3 separate regions of the Mus musculus genome follow, and regions 2 and 3 are each linked to region 1. A link is a contact called in public HiChIP or PLAC-seq data. All regions are on one chromosome and are shown on one strand. The core of a region is the stretch at or near the end of the contact, and the rest is flanking DNA. Distances in the headings are between cores, read along the strand shown.

Region 1 (2,771 bases), core at 164-2,663:
GAGCATGTCAGTGAATGGGTGGTAGGGCCCTAGGATTGGGTGAGCTCACCTGGGACAGGAGATGCTGGGCCTGGCCCAGAGCACCCACAGTACAGGCCTGATGGAAGGTATCCCAGGGACCAGGAAATGAGATGGGTGTCAAGGAAGCTGGGGGTGGAAGGTGCTTCAAGAAGAAAGGCGGGACTCTGTGACAGCTGTTTCAGGAGGTCACGGATTTATTACTGTGTGGGATTTAGCATCGTGGAGATCAGAGTTACCTTGACAAGGCTTTTCTTGTAGCACAGCAGGGACAGAAATCTTCTGGTGGGTTGAAGCATGAGTGGGAGGTGAGGAAATGGGACCAGGCATTTTGCTCTGAAGTCTAGGGAAATAATTGAGAATGAGCAGCAGGTGGCAGGGTCAGGGTCCCCCAATCCCATCACCCAGGCACATTAGCAGAGTCATCCAGAAAAAAAAAAAAAAAAAAAAAAAACAACAACAACAAAACTGGCACTGCCCAGCCATAGTGCTGATAATTGCTCTGCCCATAGCAAGCACAAGGTAGCCTCTGCCACAGGGCTTTGCCGTAGCCAATGCCAACGTCACTGAGGTCCCTGGAGTTGGCTCTGTTACTTCTATGTGTCCCTGGGTTTATCTCGGGGCCTCTCCTTTTCTCTTTTCAATGTAGATCAGAGATCTTTCCTTTGCGTGCTGTATGAATGATATGCAGCTCCTAAGAGAAGCAACCTTGTCTCAGGCGCTCCGCTCAGGCGAACGGGAATCCTTCTGGGTAGTAGGAGACAGTAACAGAGCCTCCTAATGTAGGCTGCCTTTTGTAGATCAGAAGCCCGCATCAATGGATATCGTCCCAGCAAGTGGAATGAATGGTTACCAGGGTCGGGCATCAGTCATCTCTGTCTAGACAGTGAAGCCTCGGGCAAGGTTGTGAGTAAGATCTGGGGATCCCAGGGAAACCCTGGATTTCCGTTCCTGGGGCGATAGGGCTTTTAGGATCTCAGTCCTGGCCCACGAATAAGACTGAACATCTTAGTCTCCAGAGCCCCTCAAGCGCAGGTCTCCCACCCTTCACAAGCTGGGCCTCCCACCCTGCTTCACACTCCTTTGGGCAGACTGGGTCATCTAAAATCTCTCCAAACACCATCCTTGCCCCTGAGATTTCTTTTCCTGGTTGTGTCCCTTCCGGTGGCCAGCACAGTGTGAGCCCCGAAAGACTGTCTCAAAGATACACTGCCTCCCTGGAAAATGCCATCAGGGATGCAAACAGGGCGGGAGGGGGGCCCCCAAGAGCGTACGAAAACTTTGAAACTTTGCAGCAGGCTGGGATCCAAATGGGCAGGGCGCAGACGGGGTATCCGTGGTAACCAGCGTAGGCGTGTCATTTATTGCCATCCCTACTGCCACGGCACTTAACAGTTTGCAAGGTGTTTCACACCCTAATGTCATTGCAGTCCTTGCAACAGCCCTGCCAGTGGCCACCAATGCCCCCATTCCACAGGCGAGCACGCGGAGCCTCCGCAAAGGAGCCTGCTGTTCCCTAGTCAGCGCAGCTGCTCCTGGATTAGAACTTGCATCCCTGAGGCGACTCCGGGCTCCTCCCCGGCCGCCCCTCCTCCACGCTGCCTCTGGCTGTGCTGGCCAGGAGCCTCACCGAGGCCACAGAGCTCGGCTTGGCTCCCGCCTCGTTCCTCCTCTGCTGTGGGTCTTGGGCACGTGGAGCCAGGCTCCCACGGTGGCGGCGCCGCTGACTGTAAGTACCGGGAAGGGGCGACAATCCAAGGCAGCTGAGAACCCCTCTCTATGGGGATCCCCTGGGGGGCTGGACTGGGGCCTGCCCACGCGCCCAGCATGGAGATTTAATGCTGCAGAAGCGCAGGGAAGGAGCACCCTAACCCAAAGCTCTGCTCCCCGCCCCCACTCCCACTTCCACCCCACACACTCATACATACACCAGCATTCTGGAGCAGGTGGCGGTTCCGGACACTGGAAGGTTCACAGAAGGGGACATACACACCCGCACGCGCGCGCGCGCGCGCGCGAGTCACAGGTTCACAAAGCTCCCAAACTGTCTAGAAAGGAAGGAAACGGGGCCCGGGGCCCAAGAGGGGAGCTATACCTTTGGGGCCAGCCACAGTGCTGCGGGGTAGAAAGAGATGGAGCGGTTGGGTCCCGCAGCTGGATAAAAACTGGATTAAAAAAATAGTAATAATCGTTCTAGTAGCTGGAAACGGGAGTTGGGGGGCAACAGGGGATCCAGAACCGGCTCTGCCAGTCCTCAGCACGGGCTAGGCGAGAAATTCTTTTCAGGTGAGTCTGTCTCGGGGTGTGTCTTAGAAGGGACTAGGTAGCCTGCACCAAAATGGGGAGCCCCAGACGTGGCATCCTTAGGGGGTACCGGGTGGAAGGAACTCCTCCTCCCCTTCACTCTCCTTGAGCACTCCCAGGAAGAGCCGGCTGGGGAGGGAACAGTCGAAGATTCTTGCAGTAATCCAAGATAAGAGATAAGGAACAGGGTTAGCGACATTACAGAATTCTCTTGGATTTCTCCCAGCTAGTAAACGCAGTCCTGGCATTTCCTGGGGGGTCAGAATCCAGGTGCTAATCTTTGGCCCTCCCTGGAAGGTTTAAAAGTAAGTGCCAGGACCAAACCCATAAGGGTCTTCACGCTCTAGGGCTTCCCAGATACCCCCATCTAGTCGAGAACTGAGATTCTCAAAAGACAGACCCTGTGGAGGGCAGCAATACTGCCATCTAATTCCTGGCTCGGTTGGTCC
Region 2 (2,771 bases), core at 74-2,573, 360 kb after region 1:
GAATCAAGGACCAGCATGGAAACTTTCAGCCATTTCAGTGTTCAGCCAATGTTCCTGGGTTCAAAGAGCTACTGACTTACACACAGAAGTACAGCTGTAGAGCAACTTTCACCCTGTGAGCAGAGGAGCTCTGGGTCCCCTTGTATTGCCATGGAGAATAACAACTCTTCAGAGACTTAAACATTTTTTTTAATTAGTTCTTTGGGGATTTCCTAGTATACCAGCAGTCCAAGCACTTGGTCAAGGCAGGAAGACCAGCAGTTTCAGGCCACTCTGGGTTACATAGCAACCTAGCTCCAACCAACCCAACTCCAACCAATCCAACTCCAACCAACCCAACTCCAACCAACCTAAACTAATTTCCTTGTATTTTTTACTATATGTCTGTCTGTTGTGCCTATGTCTTCATTAAGAATCCAAGAGGGGACTTCAGCTCTCATTATCTTTGGCTTCGTTGTGCTTCAGGGAAGATAGTGCCTACCCTTGGATTTCCTGCCTTGACAGTTCAAGCTCCTATTCTTTAAGTCAGACCCTCAAATTCCTTCAGTGGAGGCAAATGATGGCACACAGCAGTTGCAGGTCATCACCATGAAACTTCTCAGGAGAGCAGCCATGTTCTTGAACTATCAAGACTCTTGACATTTTATGTTCTTTTGCCTTGACGACAGTTTTGTGTGTTCAGAATCCTGGAGGAATGCAATTCCAGACTGTGTTCTAGCTCCTCACCAGCCACTCGATATCTTGAGGTAAATTAATTTATTTCAAATGACCATACTGGCAATGTTAACTTTGAAAGCAATGGAGTAGATGGTTTCTAAGATCCTTTTTCATTTTAGTATTCTAATGGCAAGCAGGTATTGAGGAAATTGTCTTCAGTTATTGGTTCTGCCTTCAACACTACCAGTGGATCTGGTTTTAAGGTTGGAAGTTGTTCCTTGAGAGTCGACGCCCTTTACTTGACAAGCTGTTGGTTTCTCCTTCAGATAACAGTCTTGTTTTCTTCTTGGTTGGGATTCTTCATGTTCATAGGGTCACTGAGAACTTTGGCTCATCAGGGTTCTCTCCTTTTGGCAATATCTCTGTAGTCAGGTGTAGGGTGGTGATGTGAACCCCTCACTGACATTTCACCAGATAGTCCTTCCATTAAGATCTTTCATTCTGACATCATCCCTTCGTCATGGTCCCTTTAAGGGAGCGGCCATAGTTGAGTGGTGGGAGCAGCTGCTGGCAGCAAAGAGACTAACAGGATTAGGCCTAGCCTGGGCCACTCACCGCGCACGCTCAGGACCGGGGGCTTGGTGGGAAAGGGAGGAGGGGCTTGTGGCGCGCCTGCGCATCAGGGGCGCGCGCAAGGGGCTGGTTTGGAGATCCCTTTAAGAAAACCACTGGCGGAGGAATTTCTCTGAGAGAAAATAATCCTCCTCACGGGGCCCCTTGGAGGCCATTAACCCCCCGAGTCCCGGCCCCCCTGCCCCGGCAGGCCCTTGCGCCCACGCGCCCGCCCGTGGGACCCCAGGAGCTGCGGCTAAGCGCGCGGGCCTCCGCCCCCCTCGTCACTCCCGCGCCAGGCCCGGCGGGGGCCGAGGGGGACCGAACCGCAGCGGGTGAAGCGCCGGTGTCTGCAGTGTGGGCGGGGGCCGAGAGGGGCCGCGGCCGCCGCGCCGGGAGCCGCCGCGGTTCCGAGCGGGGCCCAACATGGCGGAGCGGGAGGTGGAGACCGGCCCCCGAAAGAGGGTAGGTGAGGTGAGGCCGCGGGCCGTCTGCGGGCTGCGGGCTGCGGGCAGGCGGGCGGGCGGGCGGGCGGGGGGCGGGGCGCGGCCGGCCCCGAGCAGCCCGGAGCTCACGGGTGGCGCGGTGGTCGACGGCCGGAGGGAGGGGCGGCCCGAGGCGGCACCGGGGTCCCCTCGGCAGGTGGGACAAAGCTCGGTGGCCGGCGGGGAGGGGGAGGGGCGGGGGCCGTGGTCCGCTTGGCTCCCCTCCCTTTGCCGGCGTGTGGGTGGTGGTGCGTATTCGGGGGGGGGGGGAGCCTGGGAGACGCAAGGTGTCAGACTCCGCTTCTGCATCCTCGAGGAAAAGGGAGTCTATGGAAGTTTCTCTGGGGAGAGGTCAGGTGGGGGTAGAGGTGGCGGGAAGAAGTCGTGGAGGATTGGTCGTTTCCTGAGGAGTAACCGGGAGGGTGCTGCGGGAACCCCGGAGCCAATTCATCTTCCTGCCTCCACTCCCCTCCCCCTTGACCGTTATCAAGCCCCAAAGTGGACATGGTGCTCTCTTCACCTTAGAAGAAGTGGGGTTGTCGTCTTGAAGTTGGGGGAATGTGTTCTGATAGCCACGGATGTGTTATAGTCTAGCATTCTTTACCTGCAGTTAGTAACGTGGAAGAGTGACAAGTTTTGTCCTTAGGATGTACCCAGCCAGCCTTGCCTGCCCTAGGTAAAGCCTTGTCTACACAGGAGTTGTAAGCCGTTTAAAAGTTTGTCTTGAAACTTTTTTTATTTTTAATTTAGTTGTGATTCATTTTCTTCAGATGGAGAACAATACTATCCACTGAGTAATGTTTTTCAAGGCTTTTTTTTTAAACTTCCCCTCACCCAGCATGTTAAGCATCAAGTTTGTTAAGTTTCCTATCAGGAGTTTTCCTTTTGGAAATGGTCTCCAAATGATGAGTTAGTTGTTAAACCAAGCTGCTTAAAACATGAATCTTAACCAAAAATGCTTTTTCATTCAGCATAAATGTCTATTCAAAGATGCATACTGTTAACATCCTGAGTGCT
Region 3 (2,771 bases), core at 101-2,600, 330 kb after region 1:
CAGTTAAGAGCAGACTGCTTTTCCAGAGATCCTGCATTCAATTCCCAGCAACCACATAGTAGCTCACAACCACCTACAGTGGGACCTGATGCCCTCTTCTGGTGTGTCTGAAAACAGCTACAGAGTACTTATGTAAAATAAAAAAATTCAAACCCTAAGTTATGAGTCTCACTTTATATTTTTTATGTCAATCATGTGTATATGTGCATGTCTGTGTGCTGGTGTGTAGGTATTTGCATGTGAATGTCGGTGCCTGAGGAGATGGAGTTCCAGGGAGTTTTTCCCATGCTTGACCCTGGTGCTGGGGAATCATCAGGAAGAACAAATACATGCTCTTAACCCATGAGCCATCCCCAGCCTAACTTCACTTTCTCCAACACTAAGACTGAAGCTAGGTCCTCCTACATGCTGGGCAACTGTTGTGCCTTCTATATAGCCTCTGCCTTCTTTTTACTTCTTGAGACGGACGCACTAAGCCCTGGTTGGGCATGAACTCATCCTGTAGCCAAAGTGTGACTTTGAATTTTAACAGTCTTTCCGAAGGTGCGATAATTAAAGGACCGACTGTTCTTCCTTCCGTTTGTTTCCCTCACCTCACAACAATGGCGACCGTAAGTAACTCCCTCACAGCGTTATTGTGAAGGCTAGACGCTAATAGTTTTAGGAAAGGCTGTGGTCCCCAGGCCTAGGGAATTTTAGGTACTCAACAGATGAGTTCTAAATGCAGCATCTCCCTTCTCTTGGCGCTCATACTAATAAAGAAATGAGAAGACAGATTCAGAATCGGTTTTTCCATCATCTGAAAAATGCTCACGCACGAAGACTCCGGGTAAGTATAAGTCCTGTTGTTGCCTGTGTTCAAGGCAAGGCAGTGTTAGCTGAAGAGAGCATCTAAATGAGTTACTCTGGGGTTGCATTAAGCCTCTCTGTTGTTCCAGCATAATGGATGACTTACACAATGTAATCTTTAGAGTTAGTTGTTCCAGGCAAATTACTCAGGTGAGTGACCGTGGGCAGGCGTTTCTTCCCGAACCCCACACTCTTTCACGGCCTGGATTAATTGCATCTCTTTCCTCGCCAGCATCTTTGCGAATCCCTCCCACAGACCCAGGCTGCCCACCGGCCTCAGGATTGATGGCGGACAGCAGGGAGGGGCCGAGTACAAAAAGAGGGGGTTGAATTATTCTAAACAAACACAAATCTAAGAGGGCAGAGGTAAAAGAAGACCGAGGAGGGAAAGAAAGAGTGTTAAGTGGGTTTTCCGGAAAAGATCCCCAAAGAGGTTTGGCTTGCAGCCCCGCGAGCCAACCTCCGCCCCTCCCCCAAGCCTTCTTCCCAGTGCTGAATTTTAGAGCGAGTGAGCCACGTGCTGGCTGCCTGCTCAGCGCCCTAGGGGAGAGGATTCGAGCGAGCTGGAGGATCTGCCTGCTCAGGCTGCTTTGCACAATTGGCCACAGTGCTTTGGTAAGAGCTGATTCCTCTAGGTGCTCATGTCCTGAAACTCTGAGCAGCGTCTTTGTAAAACCAGACTGAATACAAGCACATCACCTATCCCTTTGGGGTCACAGTTTCTACTCTGCCGGTTCCCTCCCTCATCAGGGACCAGAAGCAAGTGGCCTCTCTTCTATCTTTTCTTGCAATCCCTCTCTTTAAAGGAAATTACCACAGTCGCATAAATCTGTAACTTTTGATCCTAGATAAACTGTGGGGAGAAGCGTACCTGGCTGTTGCCAGGTAACTGGGATGGAGCTTAGACAGAATGCTAACACAAAATCATTGTAAGGGTCCTTGATTCCCTAAACAATGACACCCCAGACTCAAATAAAGGCAGCAAAGAGTGTTTTATTCTGCTGAAGTCCAGCATGCTGGGGTCTCTCCATTACCAAGATAGAGAAACAACCAAGTGAGCTTGCAGACCTGATTTAAAGCACATTAGAGGGTTCTGTGATAGTGGACCTTTATGTTAATCGGCTGGGTCATTTCTGTAGACATTCCATTACCAGGTTGTGGGGGCTGGAAACTTGCTGGAGAGGTCTGGAAACTGTTGCTGAGGAAGCAGCTGAGGAAGTCTGGAAACTGCTGCTGACCCATTGTCCTTGCCTCAGGCTAGGTGGTGGGGCAGCTTCTGAGGCCTGGACTTGCCTGGAATTGTCCAGTTCTTGAAAACAGCGATTTAGGCAGAGTCTCCTTAATTGTCAATTTGAAACCTGTCGTGGAATCAGCCTGGCCCTTCTCACCTTTAAATCTAAAACAGTAATACTTCTAATCTTTTACTTGATGTTTTAACCAATTCCATAAAAAAAATTCCTTTGGGCTGTTCTCTATCTTCTCAAGGAATTGCCTATACCCGATTTCTTTAAAACAAAACAAAACAAAACATCCTGGGCTGGAGAGATGACTCAGTGGTTAAGAGCACTGACTGCTCTTCCAGAGGTCCTGAGTTCAATTCCCAGCAACCACTTGGTGGCTCCCCACCATCTGCAATGGGATCAGATGCCCTCTTCTGGTGTGTATGAAGATAGTGACAGTATATATATATTTTATATATATATAAAATCTTTAAAAAATACCAAAAAAAAACAAACAAAGCAGACAAAGATGTCTTATGAATAATTACAAACTTTTTTTTGACATTAGTTTCAAATCTAGAGCCTCACTAATGCTAGGTAAAATGCTGAGTTAATAGCTACACACGTGTGCATGCGTACACACACACACACATTTAAATTATATGCATACATTTAGATTTGTTTATTTTATGTGTATGAGTA

Evidence for each region. HiChIP or PLAC-seq counts read pairs in DNA pulled down with a chosen protein or histone mark.
Region 2: a contact with region 1 is called in an RNA polymerase II HiChIP or PLAC-seq map of embryonic stem cells, with 9 read pairs. The contact joins the promoter of Zmym4 here to the promoter of Gjb3 in region 1. A contact is called at or near these places in 1 of 39 promoter capture datasets (pre-B cells), 1 of 484 Hi-C or Micro-C datasets (embryonic stem cells), 4 of 115 datasets of contacts at active chromatin or transcription factors (embryonic stem cells and pancreatic cancer cells) and 1 of 9 other capture datasets (liver).
Region 3: an H3K27ac HiChIP or PLAC-seq map of embryonic stem cells shows a contact between it and region 1, with 6 read pairs. The contact joins the enhancer-like site here to the promoter of Gjb3 in region 1. A contact is called at or near these places in 2 of 39 promoter capture datasets (hippocampal neurons and pre-B cells), 2 of 484 Hi-C or Micro-C datasets (cortical neurons and olfactory sensory neurons) and 3 of 115 datasets of contacts at active chromatin or transcription factors (embryonic hindbrain and embryonic stem cells).

The regions. Positions count from the first base shown.
Region 1 is chr4:127,329,478-127,332,248 of GRCm38.p6, reverse strand. It overlaps Gjb3 (gap junction protein, beta 3), which reads left to right and starts at 1,413. Exons shown (of 2, transcript NM_001160012.1): 1 at 1,413-1,747. Gm40251 (a long non-coding RNA gene) reads right to left here. Exons shown (of 4, transcript XR_868156.3): 1 at 2,114-2,771; 2 at 258-361.
Region 2 is chr4:126,966,779-126,969,549 of GRCm38.p6, reverse strand. Zmym4 (zinc finger, MYM-type 4) reads left to right here and starts at 1,323. Exons shown (of 30, transcript NM_001114399.2): 1 at 1,323-1,734. The coding sequence starts at 1,696.
Region 3 is chr4:127,003,875-127,006,645 of GRCm38.p6, reverse strand. No RefSeq gene overlaps it. Among named protein-coding and RNA genes, the nearest start is that of Sfpq, 16 kb to the left of the region's middle. Within about 2 kb of position 1,350, at least 68 of the 459 cell types and tissues checked have an H3K27ac peak or open chromatin away from gene starts, as enhancers often do. A contact at or near this core is called in cortical neurons, embryonic stem cells and hippocampal neurons, where this site is marked.